Regions from separate parts of the Zea mays genome. Here region 2 is linked to region 1. A link is a contact called in public Hi-C data. All regions are on one chromosome and are shown on one strand. The core of a region is the stretch at or near the end of the contact, and the rest is flanking DNA. Distances in the headings are between cores, read along the strand shown. Region 1 has its middle 180 kb from the start of LOC100272233. Region 2 holds the start of LOC103632654.

Region 1 (6,673 bases), core at 2,807-5,306:
GAGCGTGTACGACTGCGATGCCATCCAAGGTGGGAGCAGCGATGGCGGATTTCTCTAGGCGCAAGCGACGACGGCATCCTCCCCTAGCACGAAGTGGTGGCGCATCCCAGATGCGAGGCGCCGGTTTCGCAGGGCGGCGATCCTATTTTTATGCTATTCTGTATACATATTTATGCCAATGTCAATAGAGTTTTATGACATATATTTCAGTTCATGGCTCCACTTCCATCTATTTGTCTGTTTATGATATTTCTATTCATATTTTACGCAAACGATTTTTGATTTTATGCATTATCTCATTTACTTAATCCAGTGTGTATTGGGTTCCTACCATTTATGTCATATGTATAAGATATATTTACGACCCACACATTTATGCAACAAAATAGAAATTTAGAAAAAGGTAACTGATCTAAAAAATGAGATCATTTGCCATGATTCCATAAATCTCGCGTATGCTGATCCATTTCTTTTTGAACTCACATTATTGTCATCCTAAATTTGTGCACATGCAGTAGAAAACCGATTTTTATGCAGTCCACCGTAGGGCATAAATAATTTCGCTGTGTTGTATAACTAGTATTAGTATATATCATAAACTGGTTATAATGAGCCTTGATGCACGGATGTTGGAGAGATCCTATATTTATGGAGTAAATAAAGCATTTAAATTAGATTTTTTTGTTTCCATACATGTTTTCGTTATGAAATAGATCGATGATTTACACTAAAATTTATACCCATTTATGCTGTTTTGGTTCACGTTTTACGCTGAAATCCGCCTGAACTCTCACGCACGATCAGCTCCATATCTTATGTTCTGATATATACGGTAACTTCTAGCTTCATGGGCGCGCTAATCACGATGGTGTGTGGACCCACCTGAACGAACCAATGAAAAGTTCGTTGCCGCTCTCATGTTATGCAAGTCTGAACCATTAAATATGCTAGCATAAACACGAGTAGGAACCAACTACCCGACCAGCGAACACGACGCTGACCCACCTTCGTATATCCCAACTCGACCCCACCACGTGCGTACCTTCTGTTTACGTAAAATATAACACATGTTTACGCATGCATAAACGTGCTCCACAATCGCGCGGACTCACGTGCCCCACTGGCCCGACCTGACCACGCGCGTGACCACTACCCTGGCTGGAGCTTCCCATGTCTATCGGAAGCCCAGAGCTTCTATATATATATATATATATATATATATATGTATTTAGAGCCCTAGGCTCTATTTAACTATAGGAAGCCCCGACCACGTACCGACCAGGTGCGCGACCGCACCGGACCCTTTTTGGCTTATTGTACCTAACTGCTTACGCCAAAATATAATACGAGTTATGCTGATGTGTGTATCAGTTTATGCAAATATAGTCTGCGCATATTACGTGCATCGGGCCCACGATCCGGCCCACGCCACCACTATAAAAACACCCCCACGCCGCCAGGAATTAGGTTTTAGCGGCGGCGGCGGTTCTCTAGGGCGTGCGAGCGGCGGTGATCCTGGGGGCCAGCAGCGGTGTTACCTCGAGGCAGGCGACCGACGGCGGCGCTCTACCAGGAACGAGCGACAACGACGCTCCGAGGCAGGCGAGCAAGCGGTGACGGCGCTCTTGAAGCGGACGGACGACGGCAGCGCACCCTAGGCCCGGTGACAACGGCGGTTGTCCCATCCGTCTCTGCGATGGCCACCGCCACCGCCGCTCCAGCATCTGTGGCGCGACGACGGATCTGGGGACACGCTCGCGACGGCGGATCCCTGAGGCGCGACGGCGGATCTGGGGACACGCTCGCGATGGCGGATTCCTGTGGCGCGACGGCGAATCTAGGGACACGCTGCGGCATCGGATCCCAAGGGCACGCACGCGGCGGCGGCCCCATGAGGTGCGCACGACGGCGATGTGCCAGCGGTCGCGACGGCGGATTTCCCTAGGCGCTAGCGACGACGGCATCCTCCCCTAGGCACGAAGTGGTGGCGCATCCCAGATGCGAAGCGCTGGTTCCGCAGGACGGCGATCCTATTTTTATGCTATTTTTGTATACATATTTATGCCAATGTCAATAGGATTTTATGACCTATATTTCAGTTCATGGATCCGCTTCCATCTATTTGTCTGTTTCTGATATTTCTATTCATTTACGCTAAAATTTATACTCATTTACGCTGTTTTGGTTCACGATTTACACTTAAATCCGCTCGAGCCAGAACCCGTCATTTACGCTGTTTTGGTTCACGATTTACACTTAAATCCACTCGAGCCAGAACCCGCGCACGATTTTTACGCCGTAATTTGTCCCCATTTGCCGTTACGAAATCAATCGATGATTTACGCTAAAATTCATACTCATTTACGCTGTTTTGGTTCACGTTTTATGCCGAAATCCGCCCGAGACAGCGCCTGTGGCGATTTTCATGCCGTAATTCGAGACCCATTTGTCGTTACGAAACAGATCGATGATTTACGATAAAATTTGTACTCATTTACGCTGTTTTGGTTCACGTTTTACGCTAAAATCCACCCGATCCAGAACCCGCGCACGATCGGGTGCACACGATTTTTACGCCGTAATTTTAGGCTCCGTTTGCTGTTACAAAACAGATATAGGAATTACGCTAAATTTCGTACTCATTTACGCTGTTTTAGCTCACGTTTTACGCTGGAATCCGCCCGAGCCAGAACCCGCGCACGATTGGCTGCATGCGATTTTTACGCCGTAATTTTAGGCCCCGTTTGCTGTTACAAAACATATATAAGATTTACGCTAAATTTCGTACTCATTTATGCTGTTTTAGGTCACGTTTTACGCTGCAATCCGCTCGAGCCAGAATCAGAACCAGATCGAGCGCGCGTAGATATACCTGACTGGGGCTTCCCATACTAATGGAAGCCCAGGGCTCTAATTACCATCACCCTATATATATATATATATATATATATATATATATATATATATATATATATCACCGTTCAGTGGACGGATGTTGCTGAAGACAGATGTGTATAGTACGAGAATCTTCTCTAAAATTTAGGGTAAAAGAGAGTTTAGAGAATTTGTTGGAGAGATTCAAAACTGAGACTCCGTAGCTTTCGAGGATAGGCTATGATGACCGCCTAGGCAAGGCTTTCCTTTTGCTTTCATTCCACACAGAATGTAGTACATCAACAACAAAATCTATGATGAGTGTCAACTGTTAAGGCGATTCAAATAATGAGCGACTAGGACAAAAGGGCACTTTGGTCGTGCTTTATTGAAGCATAATCATTAACCAAAGAATGGATCATAACACGTACGGATCTACGGTACTCTATTGCGGCGCGTCGTGCACGGTACACGTACACACAAATCAGACCGGCCGCTGCGGCTGGCTCTGGCTGCTCCGCGCGCGCTGGCGTTGCTCGGAGTGCGCGCGCAGCACGGCCAGCTGGGACTCCCACACGTGCCTCGCGAACACGACGCCGCCGGGGCTCGCCACCTCCCCGCCAGTGCCTCCCCTCAGGTCAGCGTTGTACCGAACCCTCCGCGCCGGGTCGGAGAGCGTCTCGTACGCGCGCCGCAGCTCGAGGAAGAGCTCCGTGGACTCGGCGCGCCTCGACGGAGGGCACACGTCCGGGTGGTGCCGCAGCGCCAGCCGCCGGTACGCGCGCTTGATCTCCTCCGCGCCCACGTCCTCCGCGGCCGGGTGCTGCTCCAGGGACAGCACCGTGTAGTAGTCCCTCCTTGTGCTGCCCGGAGCCCGTCCGCCCGCCGCCGACGACGTTGCCGTCGCCCTTGCTGTCACGTTGCAGCAGCGGCGCTTCCGGCCAGGGATGCAGGCGGTGTTGTTAACCGTGGCAGCGCATCTCGCGATGGGCATGGTGCCGGTGCTCATGGCTAGGTAGCTAGCAATCTGCCTGAAATCTGGGCTCAACAACTATGTTTGCAGATGATTGATCAAGAGCCGGTCGAGGTCTCTGGTGGAGATGGCTATGGCGCACGCGCGCGTGTGTGTATATAAGAGAGAGAGAGAGAGTGTAGCGGGCCGGGCGGCAGGTAGGACACGGGCCGAGGACGAGACAAACGAAGCGGGCTGGTGGTACGCGGTTTCGCACGGACGGCTGCCAACGTCGCTGGGGGTGGCGGGGCGGACCGCTGAAATGGAGTCTTGCCAATGGATTTTGTTGGGATGGAGACGGCAAAGACGTGCGCATCGGTTTTGGGTAGAACTTTATTATTTTGGGTGACGAAAGACACAAGAGCATTGCAGCTGCGTCATTTATTTTGTGCCGAGCTGCATACAGAGCAGCGAGAGCCTGCGGCGTGGGACCGAGAGGTGTGTAGCACACCAAGCGTTAAGCTTGCTATATGCAGTGAATTGCCTGGCATTAAGCACCTTGCATTCATATCATAGAATGCATGACATAAGCATCTTGCATTCATATCATAGAGTGTATGACATGGTAGCTTAATTGCATGCGGTTTAATGTCATGGAAGCGTAATTGCATGACATTAAACATCTTGCATTTATATTTCAAATTGATTTTATTGTCATGACATAGACATAAAGTGATATCTCAAATTCTTAAATGGAACTATTGGAAAAAGGGTCATCTTTATCGGTCGGAATCGTCCGTTGTACTGAATTCTCAATCGTAACTGGATATTCAGGATAAAAGGTGTCAATCTTTAGTTCCGGTTGCATGACCCGATATTACTACAAAACACTAACGTGTCAAGCACTCAACTGTACCTATTAGTGCAAGCGTAAAACACAATAAAAACTATCGTAAATTTTGTTTGAAAATACATAAATCACGATGATCATAAAATCCTTAATTTTGAGCTTAAAAATGGTAGTTATAACGGAGGGATGGCTTAAGATGGACACTATGCCAGCAATCATGTGAACCCAACATAATTGATGCGCACGAATACAGGTGATTGTCGTAAATACCACGCGAACATGGATGTCATGGATACCACTGCAACTTGATAAGCAAAGGTTCACGTTCAGTTACGATCTCATAAAGACTGCACTATTTCGAACTATTTTTTTACACGACGAGAATGGAACGTTATACACATGTTAATTTAAGCATACATACACCTAAAAGTCAGCATTAGAGTGGTGTATAAAAATCAACATATACAAATATAAATTAGCATAAATGCCACATGTGCCAATATGCCAAAATATAAGCCCAACCATCTACTAGACAATCATATATTCTATCTAAACTAGCATAAAATGCTTCTATATAGTGTATAAGAAGCGCTCCAGTTGCGCCTAGTGATCATGGGCTATTTAAGCTATTGATCAGCAAATTTGAATCTCTGTATTTCAGGATGTAGTGGGAAATTCTGGTTCCTGTGGTGAGATGAGGTAGTATAGGAGAAGGGTGTGGTGGTCCCGTTAGTTGTTCTGCAAGGCATCTAGTGATTACAGTTGCAACATGGAGAAAATAACAAGTAATCATACTAATAATGGTGTTATAAAAATGTAGCATATAGCATTCTACAGTTGCCATAAAGCTCATCGAGTGATAGCATATCATTTGAACTAAAAGGAGAATAATGAGCGATCATTTGTTGAGAGCATTACCAGATCCATAAATGTTGTGACGGTGCCATTGGTGTAGTCATAGAACTGTATGTGTCTCTTGTAACAAAGAAATCACAGTCATTCGACCCTGCATTCATGGTGGGGTAGTTTGGAGCTAGATTAATTTTGTAGTTGCTAAATTTGATCAAATAAGAGTTTGGCGGACATGTTGCAAAGCTTTGCTACGCCTGTTCATTATTAGTCTGACCCATGGTAATTTTATTCCATAATGGCTAGTTTGGAAATTTCATTTTCTCAAAAAATTCCTATTTTCCCAAAGAAAATGAACTAATTTTCCCTAAAAAATAGAAATCACTTAGAAAAATAAAGTTCTCAAACTAACCCTAAAAGTTATCCACTTGGATATATTATGGTACAACTTCCAAGTTGTTCGGCTGAGTGCTAGACCATATGGATTGGGTTCTAAAGTGCCTATGCAAAGCCTATAAAAATTAACAACATACAGTGACTAGTGTCCCTCCACGTAGTATAGGTGTAAAGCCCAAAATTAGTAGAAGAAAAAATGATAATAATGAAATAAAATAAATAAATAAATTAAAGATTGTGCTTTAGAGATTTTTAAAACCTTTTTGGATTTCTCATGCTTTTGAATGCTCAATTAAAAGGAATTAAGCTAGCCAAATAACAAAATAAATAGATATAGAATTATGCACCTCATGATGGAGTTCTTGCATTTTTACCTTTGTACTCAAAATTTTGAGACAAGTTTAAGTTTGAAAGGTATAATTTGTAGCACCCAAAATCCTATTTTAAAAACTACGAAAAGTTCTCCAAAGATTTCTTTTTGAATTAAATATCATACTTACCTTATTCTTGAAGTTAACATCCCTTGAAACAAATATTGTTTCTAATAAAAGATTTAATAAAAGTACCCCTATATGATTTTAGTTATCCCTCTACTGAAATAGACATTTATAATTATTCTTAAAAGGATTTTTATAAACTAGAGATTTTAATTCTTAAAATACCTATTCTCTATTTTAGCATGTATGAATTTCATATTTAAAATCATTTGTTTAAATAGTATAATAAATAAAATAAATTAAAACAAATCATAT
Region 2 (6,673 bases), core at 2,142-4,641, 200 kb after region 1:
AACAATAATTTCTAAAATAAATCTCGAAGACCCACTTATGTTTTCAACTTTGTCTTGCTTTGCGTGACAAGTTCAAAACTGAATACAGTAGATTTAGATATCGTTCCCAAATCCATTTCAATTTTGTATTCTTTCGCACTTATAATCCTACGCTATCCTCTTATATAATAGAGAGGGCATTCTCTTATAAAGACATCTAAATACATGAGAAACAACCAATCTACTATAAGTTAGGGTTTTAGACAAGAGAGTCATTGTGAGACATGTGGATATAAGGCTCCTCCATCCCTGACGCTAGCATGACGCCGACATTGACAATGTGACCAGTGCCTCTGAAACCTCACTCTGTTGGAGAACCTACGTGGGTTAGGACGAATCAGGTTTTTAGGCAGATCACGCGACTACTCACCGAGTAGATGTGTACTTCAACGCCTACGAACTTCAACAACATAGCTAACTCATTCGATTATACTAGGCCAATCACCACTGTGAGCAATAATGAGTTCATTCAAAGTAGATTTAATCAACTACGTGAATATATTTTTAATTTGCTATATATAGCTTATCAATTATTTATATAGTGATTAATTTTGTAACTAATCTAATATTAAAATTGTACGATTTTCTAACGTAGCATAGCATAATCCAACCACCGTTAGCTAGCGGTGTTGTCCTCCAGCTTGCTCAAGTCATTTCTCTAAACACAGAAGCGTGCTTAACTGGTGAAGGTCCGACCTACATTTGATTTATCACCCAGATAGTAGCTTGCACATGCCCCCCACTTCATTTGTTTTGGGGGTCAAGTAGGTTATTGTTGCTGGTCGCGGATCTAGATGCGTTCGGTCAACGCCCTTGTATGAAGTGACAGATAAAAAAAAAGAAGAATGGCTGCGTCATTAGAATAAAATTTGGATCGTATAGTTTAAAATTCATGGACCACTTTAACATTTAAGACTCCAAACCGGTGGCCGTTAACGAATAAAAAAACTGCTACTAATTTGGTAGACCATACAAATGAGCAAATATGCTCTAAAGTTTAAAAACTGTAGACCAAGATCAAATAGAGCCTAAATGGAACTTTCTTAATTACTACTTTCTCTATTTTAAATCGCAAATCACTCGATCTCTATCCTAGATTAAATGTAACAGATTCATATAAAAACACACTAATACGTGCACCATCAAATTATGTTTTCCCCCTGTATATTTGATTATTTAAACATGTAGATGTTAGCACATTTTTCTATGAAAACTATCAGAGTTAGATAACTTGTCATAAAGCTAAAGTGACCTACGATACTAAATGGAGGGAGTGGTACGACTGATCTGAAATTTAAATATATTCCCAGCTAAGGTGCGCACCTGGTTCTGATTCTTCTGAGAGGCCAAGTTGATGCCCTCGTTTGTAGATCTAGAGGCTTGGTCAATTCCTCCCTGCATATTCGGATTCGGACATTACCAAGAAGAATTGCACATGGACATGGTGGGGCGAAATTTCACATCTCAATCATCATTGCTTCGATTCCCAGCTTACGATCGTTGACCTGCCTGCCTAGCTGCCTCGCCAACTACAACGTGTTCCAAAAGGGTTAAGAGAGAGGAGCCAAACTGATTTCATTGCTACGTATACGGTTTTTATGTATCGTACATGTAGATGTTGCTTAAATAAGATGTATATTTAAACACGATTATATTTTTTTTTAATTATTGATATGTGTGTATATATTGATAATAACTATTCTTTATATAACGCAAACATACATAAATTAGAGTTGAAACGTTTTATGTGAAGCAACCATGCGCTTGTTGGAAGGAGGTGACACACGAAGAAGCTAATGTTTAAATTATACTTCTTTTATTTTTTTTATTTGTTGCAGTTTAGTTTAAAAATAAACTAGTCGATAACAAATATTCAATAATGGATATAGTAATAGAGTTATATGTCGAATAAGGGTCATGTGAAAAAGTAGTTTGCTTCAATATGAAAAAGGCATACGACAATCGGTCTCACGAGCAAGCACACGGTGCACGCACAATTTGTGATCCCATGCACGGGTGCGTGACGCCGCAAAGGAGATGCGTGGGACCGGCGCACGCAGCAGCGGGCGTGGCTGCACGCACGGCACGTCTGTAACTGCAACAGCGAGGTCTGTAATGGCGTCACGTCGGGCAACGGCGAATGTGGCGGCACGAGAAGGATGCGTGGTGAGAGCGACGCCAAACCACGGTGCCGGCGTGTGCCAATCCAACGAACCCAACACGCAGAATACATGATGCGAAAGGCGATTAATTTCTTTTCTTTTTTTTTTCGTTTCAGTTGCCGACCGTATTCTGGGCCTGTTTGGTTCAGCTTTTTTCTGACCAGCTTTTCTGAAAATCTAGCTGTGGGGAGAATCTGGCTGTGCGAAGAATCTGAGTATCATTACGATTACGTGTGGAGGAAGATAAAGTTGTTTACAGGGCTCAGGATCTAGAAAGTGACGGATTCCTACTATTACAACGACTCAACCGATTATGTGTTTATGTTGATTTTGAATGGTTTTTGTCCCAACGAATTTTATAGAAACTGGCTGAAAAGCTGAGCGTTTGGCAGTCCGCAGCAGCTTTTGGTGACCAGAAGCTGCCAGAAGCCGAAACAAACAGGGCCTATACGTGACGCTCTGGAGTGTGTTTTCCAGACACGCATGGTTCTCTTCTCTGGCATCACTAGCACCGGTGACCAAACTTGCCGTACAAAAAACGGGGCTGAAGGAAATCACCATTGCCGCTCACCCAAATAAAGACTGTTCCGTTCATTGCCGGTTGGGTGTGGTTCAAACGCCTAATGATCGGCCTCAAGTTGCCGATGGGTTCATTCTCCTGGCTGAGAAAAAAAAAATATACATAGTCGCTCTAGCATATTCGATGTGCATCTCCTCGTCTGCCAGCCTCGAGCACCAAACACCGGCGCAACAAACGAGAACCCGCCACGTGTGCTACCACCGACACCAAGCCGTGGAGCAGGACCATACGCGCCAGTACGTGGCGCTCGGCCAGTGGTCAAAGGCTCTGCGGCAGCAGCACCCCGCCGCATCCGATCCCATTCCACGGAACGCCCGTGCAATTATGGCACCGCGTGGAGTCCGCAGGGAGCAGGTCGCTGGTCCACTGGCCAGTGACTCACTCTCCACGCTCTGCCACTGCCACCATCATCGCTGACACGCTGCTGTAGGAAAAGGGGGGCTTCTCGCCGGCGGAGTAGGCGCGAAGCATAGTAATCCGTAATCAGGAATCACTCACTCCTCCAAAAATTACGGCGACACTGCGATGAAACTGAGGGTTAGGGGGGCGCTAATCAAATGCGGCGAGGCCGCGTCGCTATAAAAGAGCTCCTCGCGCCTCCTTTCCACCTCCCCGCCCCACCAAACACTCCCGCAGACCCACAGCCCCGCCCGTCCCCGTCCGTCCACAGCCAGCTCCGCCTCCCATCCAGCGCCCGTCCACAGCCGCCGCAGTTCCAGTGAGATCGAGCGAGGTAAGCTTAGATCTGAGCGATTTCTCTCGCGCGTCGCAGGTAAAGTTCACTCGACTTCGACTCTCTCATCCTCTTCTGTTCTTCCTGGTTCCGTCTTCTTCCTCGAGCAGACAGCGAGAGACCCGTGGCCTTTTAGATCCCGGGCTTCAGATCTGCTGTTTCTTCTTCGGTTTGGTTCTAGTTCTAGCAGTGTACTAGTACTAGTCGTTAGGTTGGTAGCCAAGAGAGGTTCTTTTTCCACACCTCCCTTGCGCAAGTGAGTCCTGTCCTGAGTGGATCTACCCACCACTGCCATCTGTTTTTACTGTGGCTGTTGGGTTCCGCCAGTTTCTTCGTTTGTTCTTGGTTTGCTAGAGAGAGAGGAAAAAAAACAAAAAAACAAAAAAAAACAGTCTAGATGGCTGCTACTATAGATCTGTCAGGGGAGGAGCTGATGAGAGCACTCGAGCCTTTTATCCGGGATGCCTCTGCTCACGGATCCAGTCCGCTCCTCCACCCGCACCAGCCACTTAGCCCCTCGTCGCCGTTCTCCTTCCACCAAGCCGTCGCCGCCGCCTCCTCCTACGGAGGGAACTACCCGTTCGCCGCGGCCGACGAGGCGGGCCAGCTGAGCCCTTCCCAGATGCAGTACATCCAGGCCCGCCTCCACCTGCAGCGTCGCCAGGCACAGACCTCCGTGCTGGGCCCGCGTGCCCAGCCCATGAAGGCGTCCGCGTCCGCGGCCCCCGCCCCGGCGCGGCCGCAGAAGCTGTACCGCGGCGTGCGGCAGCGGCACTGGGGCAAGTGGGTGGCGGAGATCCGGCTCCCGCGCAACCGCACCCGGCTCTGGCTCGGCACCTTCGACACCGCCGAGGAGGCGGCGCTCGCCTACGACCAGGCCGCCTACCGCCTGCGCGGCGACGCGGCGCGCCTCAACTTCCCCGACAACGCCGCCTCCCGCGGCCCGCTCCACGCCTCCGTCGACGCCAAGCTCCAGAGCCTGTGCCAGAGCATCGCCGCGTCCAAGAAGGGCGCCAAGAAGCCGGCCTCCGCCGCAGCTGCCGCGTCGTCGTCCGCCCCCACCAGCAACTGCTCCTCGCCGTCGTCCGACGACGCGACCTCGTCCTGCCTCGAGTCCGCCACCGAGTCCTCGTGCCCGTCCCCGTCGCCGTCCGCCTCGCCAGGGCCGACGGTGCCGGAGATGCAGCAGCTGGACTTCAGCGAGGCGCCGTGGGACGAGGCCGCCGGCTTCGCGCTCACCAAGTACCCGTCGTACGAGATCGACTGGGACTCCCTCCTCGCCAATTAATCGTCGCCCCTTGTTGGCTGGCTGGCTGGCTGGCTCCCATCCTACCCACACTGCCGTCGTGCAGCAGGAGGAGGGTTAAAGAAGGTTAACGGCCGTCGCGCAGATGGGATTTTAGACATCCTGCGCGGGCACTAGTTGGATCATTAGTGCTAATCCCCGTCCGTCCGTTCGTTGGTTGGTTCTGTGTAGATGTCCGTCCGATTCGTTTGGTCCTTGTCACTGGTGAGTCAGTTGTAGATCTCGGGTTATTTAGGGTTTGGTTCTCCGGAGGAGGAGAGAACCACAACCGACGGGAAGCCGGCGTTTTTGTGTCCGGCGTTCTCCGGTGGTGGCCGGTACGTGTCACACTGGTCAGTGACCCCACCCCCCCGGCCGTTCAGGTGTCCGTTGTCCTGGTAGCTGTTTTTGTTGTGCTAGATGGTGTGCTGTGCTCTACAGGTTGTAAAGAGCAGCACGGTGTGATGTGAGGAGATGCTTGTCAAGCAGTAGTGCTCCGTATGATGTATGTTGTAAAATCAGCTAGCTAGCTGTGTCCAGGAGTTGTAATTTGATGAACTGCTACTGTTGGTGCTACTATTGTATGGTTTATTGTTGTATAAACAATCTGTGTTCGGCTGTTCCCCAGTTTTTCCTTGATTTGAATGTTTGCAAGTAATCACGGCCACAGACACAGACGGCGTGCGTGCGTTCGCTCTGATGATATTAGTAGATTGTCTTGAGCAATCTCAGCTCAGAAAGTTCAACGTTCTTTTTATTTACCACAGACACAGACGGGGCGACCTTGATGCGGCGGGTTGCGTTGCGTTTGCGTATCATGGACTGAACACCCAACGGTTGCGTAACGCGTACTACCACTGCTACCATCGATAATATGATCGGTTCAGCATCGTCTGTTGTCATCACTCACCCAAGCGAAGCCGAGGCGTGTGGTTCAAGTGACCTGAACGTTACGGAGCATGCATGGATGGTTCATGAACTGGCTGGCCTTCACGTAGCTAGCATTGAATTGAAGCGAAAGGAAAGCCCTCCATCCGGCAAATTCCTTCCCCTTCCCCCCTACGTATGCGTGATCGGTGACCCGACGGCTAAAACACTGCGGGATATACACCACTGCACTGCTAGGGCGGAGCCAGGAACATAGATTTTTATTTCGTCCAAATAAATTTCTCTATCAAGTAAAAATTTATCATTTTTAAAAGTATTAAATTCATTGGTAATAAAAAAATTAAAGAATTTTAGTCCAAAACTGTCACCGGATAGTTATTGTGTGCGTGACAGATTTGATGCTTCACCTTTTGAATATATAATCATTGAGAGCCAAATATATTAGGATCTGTTGACGCCTTTTTGGAGCGGCAAACACTTAACAAGAACTGTAGCGGTGCCCTCTGCACAAGGGCGGACGGTCCACGCGCAGGGGCCGGACGGTCCGCGACCTGGCGCGAGGCCCGGCGGTGCTCTCTGCACAGGGGCAGACGGTCCGCGCGCAGGGGCCGAACGGTCTGTGGCCTGGTGCGAGGCTAGGGCTCCTGCCTGACGGTCGGACGGTCCACGCGTGCACAGGGGCGGCGGAAGATCGCCGGCGGCGCCTGGATCTCGCTCCCGGGAGAGACCCCGTCGGAGAGGAGAGATCCTAGGAGTTGTCTAGGCTCGGATCGGCCGACCTAGACTCCTCTAATCGACGTAGAGTCGAAGAGAAGCGGAGAATTTGGGGATTGAGAGGCTAAACTAGAACTAGGCTAGAACTACTCCTAATTTGTACTGAAAATAAATGCGAAATAGAAGTGGTATTGATTCGATTGATGATTACAAATCGGCCGTATACCTCTCTATTTATAGAGGAGGGGGGCTGGACCCTTTACAAACAAACT

Evidence for each region. A called contact is a pair of places that touch in the nucleus more often than the background predicts.
Region 2: a contact with region 1 is called in a Hi-C map of ear, with 1.6 times the contacts expected there. The contact joins the promoter of LOC103632654 here to the enhancer-like site in region 1. A contact is called at or near these places in 2 of 25 Hi-C or Micro-C datasets (ear and leaf).

What each region holds. Positions count from the first base shown.
Region 1 is chr7:104,656,540-104,663,212 of Zm-B73-REFERENCE-NAM-5.0, forward strand. No RefSeq gene overlaps it. Among protein-coding and RNA genes, the nearest start is that of LOC100272233, 180 kb to the left of the region's middle. Within about 2 kb of position 4,057, at least 17 of the 20 cell types and tissues checked have an H3K27ac peak or open chromatin away from gene starts, as enhancers often do. A contact at or near this core is called in ear and leaf, where this site is marked.
Region 2 is chr7:104,854,717-104,861,389 of Zm-B73-REFERENCE-NAM-5.0, forward strand. It overlaps LOC103632654, which reads left to right and starts at 3,392. Exons shown (of 1, transcript NM_001346421.1): 1 at 3,392-5,422. The coding sequence starts at 3,912. The coding sequence ends at 4,802.